Linked DNA regions of Mus musculus: regions 2, 3 and 4 are each linked to region 1. Evidence: chromatin contacts called from public promoter capture Hi-C data. All regions are on one chromosome and are shown on one strand. The core of a region is the stretch at or near the end of the contact, and the rest is flanking DNA. Distances in the headings are between cores, read along the strand shown.

What was found. Promoter capture Hi-C pulls out the DNA fragments that hold promoters and counts their contacts.
Region 2: a promoter capture Hi-C map of hippocampal neurons shows a contact between it and region 1, with 2.9 times the contacts expected there. The contact joins the promoter of Cep290 here to the promoter of 4930525C09Rik in region 1. A contact is called at or near these places in 2 of 39 promoter capture datasets (hippocampal neurons and liver).
Region 3: a promoter capture Hi-C map of pre-B cells shows a contact between it and region 1. The contact joins the promoter of Nudt4 here to the promoter of 4930525C09Rik in region 1. A contact is called at or near these places in 1 of 39 promoter capture datasets (pre-B cells) and 2 of 484 Hi-C or Micro-C datasets (B cells and CD4 T cells).
Region 4: a contact with region 1 is called in a promoter capture Hi-C map of hippocampal neurons, with 7 times the contacts expected there. The contact joins the promoter of Ube2n here to the promoter of 4930525C09Rik in region 1. A contact is called at or near these places in 1 of 39 promoter capture datasets (hippocampal neurons) and 1 of 115 datasets of contacts at active chromatin or transcription factors (astrocytes).

The regions. Positions count from the first base shown.
Region 1 is chr10:97,713,464-97,716,163 of GRCm38.p6, forward strand. 4930525C09Rik (RIKEN cDNA 4930525C09 gene) reads left to right here and starts at 1,309. Exons shown (of 3, transcript NR_130993.1): 1 at 1,309-1,392. All of the region lies in intron 4 of Gm10754 (predicted gene 10754), which reads right to left.
Region 2 is chr10:100,486,152-100,488,851 of GRCm38.p6, forward strand. Cep290 (centrosomal protein 290) reads left to right here and starts at 1,431. Exons shown (of 54, transcript NM_146009.3): 1 at 1,431-1,601; 2 at 2,128-2,257; 3 at 2,411-2,488. The coding sequence starts at 2,156. It overlaps Tmtc3 (transmembrane and tetratricopeptide repeat containing 3), which reads right to left and starts at 1,196. Exons shown (of 14, transcript NM_001110013.1): 1 at 1,011-1,196.
Region 3 is chr10:95,562,749-95,565,448 of GRCm38.p6, forward strand. Nudt4 (nudix (nucleoside diphosphate linked moiety X)-type motif 4) reads right to left here and starts at 1,398. Exons shown (of 5, transcript NM_027722.5): 1 at 914-1,398. The coding sequence starts at 1,009.
Region 4 is chr10:95,513,839-95,516,637 of GRCm38.p6, forward strand. It overlaps Ube2n (ubiquitin-conjugating enzyme E2N), which reads left to right and starts at 1,324. Exons shown (of 4, transcript NM_080560.3): 1 at 1,324-1,399. The coding sequence starts at 1,370. It overlaps Gm46239 (a long non-coding RNA gene), which reads right to left and starts at 418. Exons shown (of 2, transcript XR_001779843.2): 1 at 362-418.

The DNA.
Region 1 (2,700 bases), core at 59-2,558:
ACCCACGTGGGTTTAAGGGGTCAGAACTGGGGTCACCTTATCAGCCAGCACATTTACCTTCTGAGCCATCTCACCACGTCCTCTAGTGTTCTTCTGTGACTCTTCATTCACGTGCTCAATTTTCTGGTTGAGTAAGGAGAGACCCTGAGGTATGTTTAGTTAGACTTTTCTATATTGAAAGGAAGAAACAATAGTATATAAAACAGCCAAGCCACTTGGAAGTAGAAGTGATGTGGAATAAAAACCTGCATAGAATTCACAAAAAGGAAAACATTTCTTTCCTTTTCATCCTCTTCTCCCTTTAATGGCCCACATCTTTGAGGTGGCTCACTCTCACCCTGTGTCTCTCCCACTTTGCTTTGTAAATTCTCCACTTCTGTTTGCCATGTTTTGACTTTCCCACTGCTCCACCTAAGTCTTTCAGGTTCAAGAGACATGGAGCTGGCCTAGAGGATGCATGGCTGTAACTTCCTCTCTTAGACCTAGTACAGAGTGCTTTGATGCATCCTATTATCCCGTGTAAAGGGGGGGGGTGGTGGGAGGAATTTGAATTAAAGTATCAGCATTATCATAGTCATTTGCAAGGAAACTTAACATGCATTACATCCCGAGCATCTAGGAACCCCAAAACCCCATTTTCTAAATGAACCATAAAAGAAACTAAGGCCTTATATCCCAGTTGAAAAGTTGGTAACTGACAATGGAGAGCTGAGAGCTATTTCCTTTGCTGCTGAAAACTCACTAGTTTTTTTGCGGTAACCAGCTTCACAGAATGAAAAGGCAGCCCCGTGTAATAACCCGTGTCTGTAATCTCAGCTCTAGAGAGGACGAAACGGGACAGTCAAAAGTTCAAGGCGCTTCTCTACCACACAGTGAACTCTAGGCTGTTCTGGAGTGGAAATGAAGGTTCTAGCTAAACGTCCTAAATAGTAAAACAAAAGCAGAATATACTAAAATGCGACCCAAGCACTTCACTGCCACGCTGTGGCTCCTTCTGCCTAGCTGTACCTTGACGTTTCCTCTGCATTCAACATAAGTGGCTGCTTCAGATTCAAAACGAAGTTTCTATAAATAGACTCTTGAAAAGGATTTGCTGTACCAACTTATACGACCCTTGCAGTGTTTCTGTCTGGTACCCTCAGCAGGGGCCTTCGTCAGGAAAGAGGGTTATCATTGTCATGTTCAGGGCAATCATGAAAACTTTGGTCTGGTTCCATTTGGAACCTTGATGGGACACCCTCCCGGTCTCTCACAAAGGCTACCTTGGCAACTGCTCAGAATGTAAAGTCCCTCAGCCCCTGCAACCTCAAGGTAGCCATCCATTCTCCCTATCTCCCTGATGTGCCGCCTCACTGCTCACTGGCACCACCGTTTCTAGCTCTTCTCTGTGAGGTATGAATCCTTCATATCAGGGTCCAGACCCAGGATCTGTGAGGGACAGCACAAAGCTCTAATGTTCTATGTAAAGGAACAGGGGAGAAAGCTTTTTATTTCTTCTGTGATTTATCTCTTAAATTAATATACACACAGACACACACACCACATATGCACACACACATATACACACACATGTGCACAAACACACATACACAGAGACACACACACTCACAGACACACATGGATTTTAACAGTGAATGCTGTGTTATATGAATGAACACAGGCAGGCAAATGCAAAGTTCTCACAGATGCCCTTGTTTGGCCCACAACTCCAGTTATCCTCACCTCACACACTCATAAAGAGAGGGAAACACACACACAGACACACACACACACACACACACAGACACACACACACACACAGACACAGAGAGAGAGAGAGAGAGAGAGAGAGAGAGAGAGAGAGAGAGACAGAGACAGAGAGACAGAGAGAGAGAGAGAGAGAGAGAGACAGAGAGAGTGAGTTTATGTCCAGGCATGTAGTGAAAGTTGGAATAGCCTTTGTTCAGGGGTGGAGGAGGCAGTGGCTCATGGAAGTGGAGGTAAGAAGGCACAGGACGGGGCAAGCTTCTATGTCCTAGGCCATTCTCCAGGGCTTTACCAGAGGATACCTTCAACACAAATTAAAAGATAAGATTGTCAGGCATTTCAAGAGAAGGTTCTCAGAGCATGAAGCCGCAGGTTCAGAGTCCAGTTTATGAGAACAATGAGGCTGTGTTTAGGGAGGACAAGTTTAAGGGGACTGAGAATAGTTATAAGCCAGGCCGGCCCCTTTCAAGATGCTTCCCTGGCACTCACACCCTCTGCTCTGCCCAGCTCTCTGTATTCCTTGATAATATGCTCCTCTGAAAACCTTGCCAGCCTTGGAAGATTCCCAAGTATGCAGTATGTGCTGTTATGCTCATGAGAACAATACCCCCCACCCCCCACCCCCATAGCCTGATGCTAACCCTTATGTGAATAAGCTGTATTCCATACTGGGTCCTTGTGTTGCTAGCCCATTGATCTTTAACTCTAATCAATAATTCTGTGATCATATACTGAGCCTTCCTGGAACAAGGATCCTTTATATCCATGGTTCTCAACTTTCCTAATTTTGTGACCTTTTAGTACAGTTCACCACAGGTTGTGGTGGCCTCCCAACCGAAAAGATAATTTTGTTGATTCCTGACAGCCTCCCCCATCTAACATCTCTGGGACTTCCTAAAGATCCCCCCAATCCCTACCCTCATGCATGATGCCAACAGTGTGGCCATGGAACCT
Region 2 (2,700 bases), core at 181-2,680, 2.8 Mb after region 1:
ACTATATCACGCATTTCACAAACATTAGCTTGTAGAATGAATGATTGTGTTCATCACATTAAATAAGAAAACAGCGTTTAACCTCTCCGAGCTTCAATCTCTTAGATGGACAATGCGGATAATACTGCTGTATCTCCACAAAGAATAATTCCAAAACTAAACAGTATTTAGAAATAAAGCAAACACTGCAATCAGGCCTACAAATCTGAAGAACGTCTTTAAAATTTGTTTCAAATACCATTTTTTTGTGCTATTTGTTTTTCTCAACCGCAGAAATCTTTTCAAAAGAAAAATGTAACTGTCTACATTTTTCTTTTAATTACTTAATATCTATTATGTATGATATGTATAAGTACCTTATATATCTATCCACGTATACATACATACATACATTCATACATATATACGAGACGCACTCTTTCAAATAGATGCTTACAGCTCCTAAAGTTACCTGCTGGTGTAGAATAGCTGTGCATTTGGCAACAGTTCCCTGAGTAAGAAGATTAACATCTGAGAAGGAGAAGGCACTTTCCCCCAAGAACTCCCTTGGTACCCAGCAAATGACAGCAAAATGCCATCGCTTGGCATGGCCCTCCTCCCTCCCTCCAGCCCGGCTTAAGAGCCTTGGGCGCACTAAGGCTCCTCTTTCCTTGGCCTTCACTCCACTCTTATTAACCTAATAAGCACTACAATCCGCAAGCTGCTGCAGGAGGCTGCCCCATCTTGACGCTCCTTCTTCACTCAACCAGAGCGTGAACTCAGGGGGTGCGGTGGGGGTGGGGGCGCTCCACTTTCCCAGACACCAAGGAGGCTGGAAACTTTTATTGACTCCCCTCTTAGGGAAGCCACTAACTGGGAGCCCCTCGCACCTACCTGAGTAGCCGGAGGACTCTTTCCCAAACCTCTGCAAGATCCGCCAGCCCTTCGGCAGCCCCAAGCTAGCGCTTCCCTAAAAACGCAAAGGTTCCCTGAGCTACTCCTGGCTGTGGGTTGACACGCCCCGACCTCACCTGAGGGCGGCTCCGCCAGGAGACGGTTCAGGAAAGCTTCTGGGATGGTGGACCGGAGAAGGACTCCGCAGAAAACACAGTCATAGCCTGCCACGCTCGGACTCCGGGGCGGCCGCACCTTAGCAGCCGCTCCTCCCGCCTCCCGAGCCTTCCCCCAGCTCTTCCAGGGCGGCCGCAGACTCCCGCATTGCACGCCGGGAACGCGCCGCTCTTCCCAAAAACTTCCAATCCCAGGATGCACAGCCGCGACGCCGAACTGCACTCTGGGACGTAGAGTCCTCATCTCACGGCTCTCCCTCATCCACAGTAAGGAGGGCTTGGAGGGGAAATAGAGCCGTAAAGCTTTTTCCAGGGTCGTGAAATGTAGTCTTCCCAGGTATCCCGGGGCCTAGTTCCGGTCTTGGCAGGCTGGGGGGCGGGGAGTGGTGTCGCCTAGCAGCCGGCGCCGCTTCGGCTCGGTCGGGAAGAGTTGGCGGGAGCAGCCTGAGTGCGCGAGGACCGCTCTGGGAAGCGTGAGGCCGGGGCGGTGGCCGAACCCGGAGGTGGTCGCTGTAGATGAGTGACTGCTGCTGGTGGCAGGTCTTGGTTTCGGTGGGTGGATCCTCGTGAGCCGGAGCCGCTTAGTGTCGTTCACAGGATCGTAATCCCGAGGGACAGGGTGCAGCCCTACCTATCCAGACCTCTGTCGCTCTTGTCTGCAGTGTCGTCTCGGCCTCCCTGATTGAGCTTGATTCCGCAAACACTTCATTTAGCTCAGTCTTTTTATCTACTTTAAAAATCCTCTGGTCCCCTTTCCTCAGAAGGTTTTCAAAAACTTCCAAACATCTTGGGAGTTGGTACCATCATTGATGGTAGGGGACTTGGAAAAGGGGCCTCGGGGTTTTAGCTCCGAATTCGTCTTAGCAAGAAAATAATAATTTAGCGTGTACATTATCGTATAGCCTGTGTCAGGGGAACTAATTTTCGTCGAGGCTGTTTGCCTCTGCATCTGTTTTGCAGTTCAGGAGCCATAGCTCTTAGCCAGCACCTAGAGAGTTAAGTAAGACCGCTCATGATCATGTAAACACTGCAAGGCCATTTTCCTTGAAAATGCTAAAATCCACCTGCTTCTTTGTAGAGGCTGAGAGACAGTGAAAGAATTCAAGATGCCACCTAATATAAAGTGGAAAGAATTAATCAAAGTTGATCCAGATGACCTGCCACGGCAAGAAGAGTTAGCAGATAAATTATTGATATCTTTATCCAAGGTACTTAATAAATGATTTGTACACAGAGCCTGATGTACAATGTCATGAATTGAAATTGCTTCTTGAAATCATTGAATGCTATAACTGGAAGAGTGCTTGTATTTAATGTGCAGGGTATGAAATAGTCCATTTTTTGTGTGTTTGTTTCCTTAGGTGGAAGTAAATGAACTAAAAAATGAAGACCAAGAAAACATGATACATCTATTCAGAATTACCCAGTCTCTAATGAAGGTTTGTAGGAAAGAGTGTGTAGGAAAAGAAATATTTTTTAGGAGAAACATAAAGAGTCATAAAGAATCATATGGTCAAATAAAATACAAAATCTCTCCCCTATAAGCTATACATGAAATGATAAGAGGATTCTAGATTCTTCATAAATAAATACTGAGAAAGAATATGTATTCTTTACATTAAGGTAAAAGCATATAGAAAAATATTTGGGG
Region 3 (2,700 bases), core at 148-2,647, 2.2 Mb before region 1:
TTGTGCACTTTTAAAAGGTCCTATATTCCGTTCTCTTCTAAGTAGACTCAGCTCAAAGACCTTTCTCTAGAAGTTCCTTCGGGATTTGGGTTTAACACTTAGAAGCTTTCAAATCAACCTTTAAAATAAATAAATAAAAAGCAAAAGCGGTTTAAAGATCCTAACTTTCAAGCACGCGGCTATCTGTTAACCACCACTGAGTGTACGCTGTCATACTTATCATAACTTCAGGGGCTAGCAATAAGGAAGCCATTAGATCCCATCTCCAGTTTTATGCTTGGTGCTTCCCTGGACGCGGCTACAGAAGCAGAACTCAGAACGCTAACTTTTTTTCCTCTATCAGTTCATTTTAGGCGTGGCAGCGCTACAAGATTTCCCCCAGCTACCAAGTGACTGAACTATCCAGAGCAGGATGAAAACGGAATCATTTTAAAACCGAATAGAACTGAAGTGAAATAAAATAGGCTCTCCCAGAGATTACTCCAAAGGTCCCTATCCGTCCAAAGCAGGGCGAAGGGTCGGGTAAAATCACACGCCGCTCCTTCCCAGATGTCAAGTCACACCGCAGAACAGCCTTGAGAAACCAGAAGAGCGAGAGATGGCCGGGCTGAAAAGGGCAACTTCGCCCCGTTCCTGGCCTATCTTGTCCCTTCTGGCGTCATTCCACATCTCTCGCTGGCCATCTTTCGGTCGTCAGAAAAACTTTAAAAGCGGAGTCCGCTTTGCAAAAGGAGGTATCTACGTAATGAAGCCAACAGCTTGCGACCTAATGGGAGGTCTAAAAGGCAGGCTGGCGAACCCCGGAGGCCGATCTCCAGCTCCGGGCGTGGGGGTTGCCGGTGACCCGCAGGCCCGGGCGGTGCAGGGGGGTGCGGGATGAAGCCCGGTCGCCAGCCTTTGTCCCCGCGCTTACCTCGTCCTCCTGCTCGCTGCGGAAGCACAGGCAGGCCGCCCTCTTCTTGAAGCCCTCGCGGTCGTACGTCCGCGTCTGGTTGGGCTTGAACTTCATCCTAGAGCCGGGCTCCTGCAGCCGCTGCTCCGGCCGCCACCGTGGGGACCCGGCCGCCGCCACCCCGCCGGGGAGTCGGGCCGAAGGAAGTCGCGATGCTCGGGCGCCGGTGGGACGGGCGGCGGCGGCGGCACGGACACGGACGGCGAGGCCGGGCGGCCGCCGGGACGCGGGGCGGAACGCGGGTCACTGCAGTCCGGGCGCAGCGGTGGAAGCGCCGCCTCTGCTCCGGCGCCCGCCGCTCTCCATGGAGCCCGCCGCCGCTCGCAGCCACTCCTTGCTTGCACCCGCCGCCGCCGCCGCCGCCGGGGGAAGAGCGCGGCTCGTGGCTCGTGCCACGCGGAGACAGTTGGAAGCGACGGTGCAGACCGGGCAGAGACGCCGAGGATGCGCGCCGCCCCCTTCGCCCGCATTTAAGCGGGGCTCCCGCGCGCGCGCGCCGGCGCGCTCCCTCCTTTGGGCGCGCCAGTGCGCCTGCGCGCCAGGACCGTTGCCGGGCGGGGGTAGGGTGGGGAGCTGGGGGCGCGGCTTCGACCAGCCGGGGGGCGGGGCTCGAGGCCTAAGTCTAGGGCTCCGCCAGCTCTGCCCTGCCCGCGGGCGAGTGCTCCAGAGGCCTTTTTTTTTTGGGGGGGGGGGTGCGCTTTGTACAAGGCCAGGGAAGGGAAGCGAGCAGAGACCTCCTCGTTCTCCGTTTTAGAGGTCCGATAGAGTTCCCTTTAGGGACGGACCCCAGTACTGGGTCCTGGAGCCAAGGTCCCCGGAGCCATGGCAGGACTACTGAAGCATCGCGGTTAGCATTGCTTGTGAAGGCTAGGAAGGTTAAATTCATTGAGTTCTCTCTCTCCTCTCCCCTTCCTTCTCCCTCTCCCCACTTCCTCTGTTTCGATGAGAGTGCTTTTATGTGCTCTTGAAGAGTCAGCTGAGGCTTTGAAGTGGACTATAGCCAGTTGTCTGTGTTGTGGCATCCCCACCTCCGCTGACCCTCCAGAGTGCATTCATGAACACTGGTTATGGCTGTTATTCTGTGTGTATCTCATTCTAAGTAAGGCCATAGCAGTAAATCAGTGGGATGTTTGTTGTCTGGAAGCTTACAGTTTTAGGCACTTGGAACAACTCCCAATATTTCAGTGCTATTGAAGAGCCAAGATAGAAAGTAGGAGACCGGTGGGCAGTGGTGGTGCACGCCTTTAATCCCAGCACTTGGGAGCCAGAGGCAGGCAGATTTCTGAGTTCAAGGCCAACCTGGTCTACAGAGTGAGTTCCAGGACAGCCAGGGCTATACAGAGGAAACTCTGTCTCGAAAACCTAAAACCATAAACCAAAAAAAAAAAAAAAAAAAAGAAAGAAAGAAAGAAAGAAAGAAAGAAAGAAAGAAAAGAAAGAAAAAGAAAAAAAGTAGGAGACCTGACATCACTGGAATTCAAGAAAACCCCTAATCCAAATCAGGTGTGGAATCCCAGGTATGTGATCCCAGCACTTGAGAGCCCAAAACAGAAGGATTCGGAATTCAAGGCCATTCCCTGCCATTTAGAACTGGTGAGACTAGACTGGTCTACATGAGACCCTATTTCAAAACCCGAACTCCTAACCTACAGGAGCTTCACTTCCCACAGAACTGTTTAGACAGCCACATCCGTTTTGTTTTTCATTCCTGGAAGGCCTCCGGTGTGCCAGGCTCTGGCATCTTACAA
Region 4 (2,799 bases), core at 74-2,573, 2.2 Mb before region 1:
GGGCCCTCATTCTATGAGTAATCCAACGCCTTTGGGGATTACAGGCTTTTCTATCCCCTTGAGAAGGCTAGGCTGACTTCAAATTGGCAATTCAGAAGACGAGGCCTAAATCCCTGTTTCTAAGAACTAGGCAAGTCCAGGCCTCAGAAGCTGCCCCACCACCTGGCCTGAAGCAAGGACAGTGGGTCAGCAGTAGTTTCCAGACTTCCTCAGCAACAGTTTTCAGCCACTCATGTCCCCACCACACCCCTAATGTGCTTTAAATCTGAACTGTGAGCTCACTTCCAGGTCTCCATCTTGGAATGAGAGACCCTAGCAAGCTGGACTTCTGCAGAATAAAGCCCTCTCTGCGTTTACATACCGTTTGGGTCTGGGGTATCATTCTTCAGCGAATCATGCATGGACCCTTACACTCTAATCAGATCCTTCTTCTAGTTAGCACGTAAATCTCGATTGCTAGGCTCAACCTTAAGTGGTGGCACAAGCCTAGCTCTACTCAGGGGGCAGAGGCAGGAGAATCACGAGTTCCAAGTCAGCTCGGTGCGTACAGAATAGAGAGCACCAGGCCAGACTTGGTTACATAGGGAGCCCTTTCTCAGGAAAACCAACAACCACAAAGATTAAATATCCTGCAGGATCCAGGCGTTTAGAGGCCGTGCCTTTTGCCTCCTCCCTTGTTCCGAACTCTCTTTTGGGGAGCGCCAGAGAGGCCCCCTTTTTTATGTGAAATTTAAACGTTTAGAAAAAATTTTTTTTGTCGCGGGTGTGTGTGTGGTCCTTGGCAAGCAGCGTTATTCCCAGTTAGAAGCTTTGGTATTGACTTCCGGCCTGTTCGCCACCGAGGAGGAGCGCGCGACCCGCCTGCCCTGTCCGCAGGGAACCGCTGCAGCGCCAGCCCGCCACGCGCACTGCGGACACGCTGAATGAACAAACGGAACGAATGAATGAATGGGCTGCGTCGGGGGCCGGGCCTTTGTTACGTCGCCCCCCGACGCAGGCGTGGTCGCACGTACAGCGCTCGCTCGTGGACGCCGGCCGCCCAGTGTTGCCGATTCTGCCACGGGCCAAGAAGCTCGGCGCCGCCTCGCGCCGCCTCCCCCCAAGTCCCTGCCCCGCCGCGGAGCGTCACTTCCGCCACCCCCGGCTGGGGTTGGGGCGGGGAGCGCGGGGGAGGGGGCCACCAGGTCGGAGGGAAGGCTGTCGGAAGCCCGCGTCCTAGCAGGGACTACATTTCCCGAGGGGCCTCGGCGGAGGTAGCGACAGGCGGGCGCGGCGACGTTCCCCGGAAGTGGAGCCCGGGACTTCCACTCGAGCGTGAGGAGAGCGGAGCCGGAGACAAGAGCAGAGGCCGAACTCGGGATCTGACAAGATGGCCGGGCTGCCCCGCAGGATCATCAAGGTAACCGCCCAGGCGGGCTTCGGGCCACTGGCTCTGCTCCGGCGCGCCGGGCCGCGCGGCCGTCCGCTTCCCTCCGCAGCCTCCGAGAGGCCTCTCTAAGGCATCGCGGAGAAGGGTCCGGCCTCGGCGGCGAGGAAGTCGGGCGCTGAGGAGGGGGCGCCGGGGAGACTTCCGGCCGCCTCTGAACGCCGGACAAGCGGGACGCCCGGGCGGTGCGGCCGCGGCCGGGGAGGCCCTGGCGGCTGCCCGGGAGAGGGCGGGGCTGCGGGCTTCGGGCTCTGGCGCGGGACCGGTGCGGGCCTCGGCGGCTTCTGTTCCTCCGCGGGGCGGGAATCGCGGCGTGGCCTGGACTCTGGGCGCGGGTGGTGGCCCGTGGCCGGCCGCTCTGCCCCGGAGCTCCCTTCTCTTCCTCCGCAGGGGCTCGGGGCTGCGGCAGTCCCGGGTGCGGAATGAATGGACCGACCCCGAGAGCCGGGCGGGGCCGCGGGCCGGGAGAGGCCGCTCCGGGAGGGCCACGGGGTTCTGCCGGCGACAGCACAGGTTGGTCCTGGCTGCCCCGCACCTCCTAGCGACGTCCGGGGCTGGCCGCCCGGTTGCCCTGGCTTCCGCGTTCGCTTCCCGGTGTTTCTGCTGGGTAGCGCTGTGATTGTACTTCGGCTGGCTAACTCTTTGGAGACTGTTCTCTTCTCCGAGGCAAGGGCCTCAAGGGCCTCGGTTATGGGGATGATCTGTGAAACAGTTTGCCTCTCAGCTTTTGTGCGCCTTATTTGAGCGGCCCTGGGGCTCTTTAGGGATACTGAATTTTGATAAATACATAAGGAACCACGGGGGTATAAACCTCGTATCTTGATTTCCTAAAATCTTTACATAACACCATTAAGTCTTCATAGTGTTATAACCCAAGAAAACTAAATTTTTAACATTTTTTGGCATCTGTTTTTTTTTTTAATGTAGGAAATTGGTTAAAAAAATCTTGCACTGCCCAGTTTGCCAGCTAAGTGCTCAAATTGAAGCTTCACTTTGCTTGCTGTAATCCACTGAACATATATTTATAGCATTGTTCCACTCTTCCAAAGTTTTAGGGGAGATTTGTACAAAGTAAGTGGAGGGCCTCTTTGAAGGGTGTGAGACACTGTAGTTCTTCAGGCAGTCACAAATGTCTGTGAGGCTGGGGTGTCATTGACAGAAAGGTGCTTGAATTAGAAAAACAAGCCCTTTCATAGGATAAAAACTCTTACAAAGGAAGAATACATTTTCCACGAGCACTGGAATCTCCTTTTTAAATTTGTTTTATTTATTTATTTATTTACTTATTTATTGGTTTTTCTCTGTGTAGCCCTGGCTGTCCTGGAACTCAGAAATCTGCCTGCCTCTGCCTCCCAAGTGCTTGGACTAAAAGC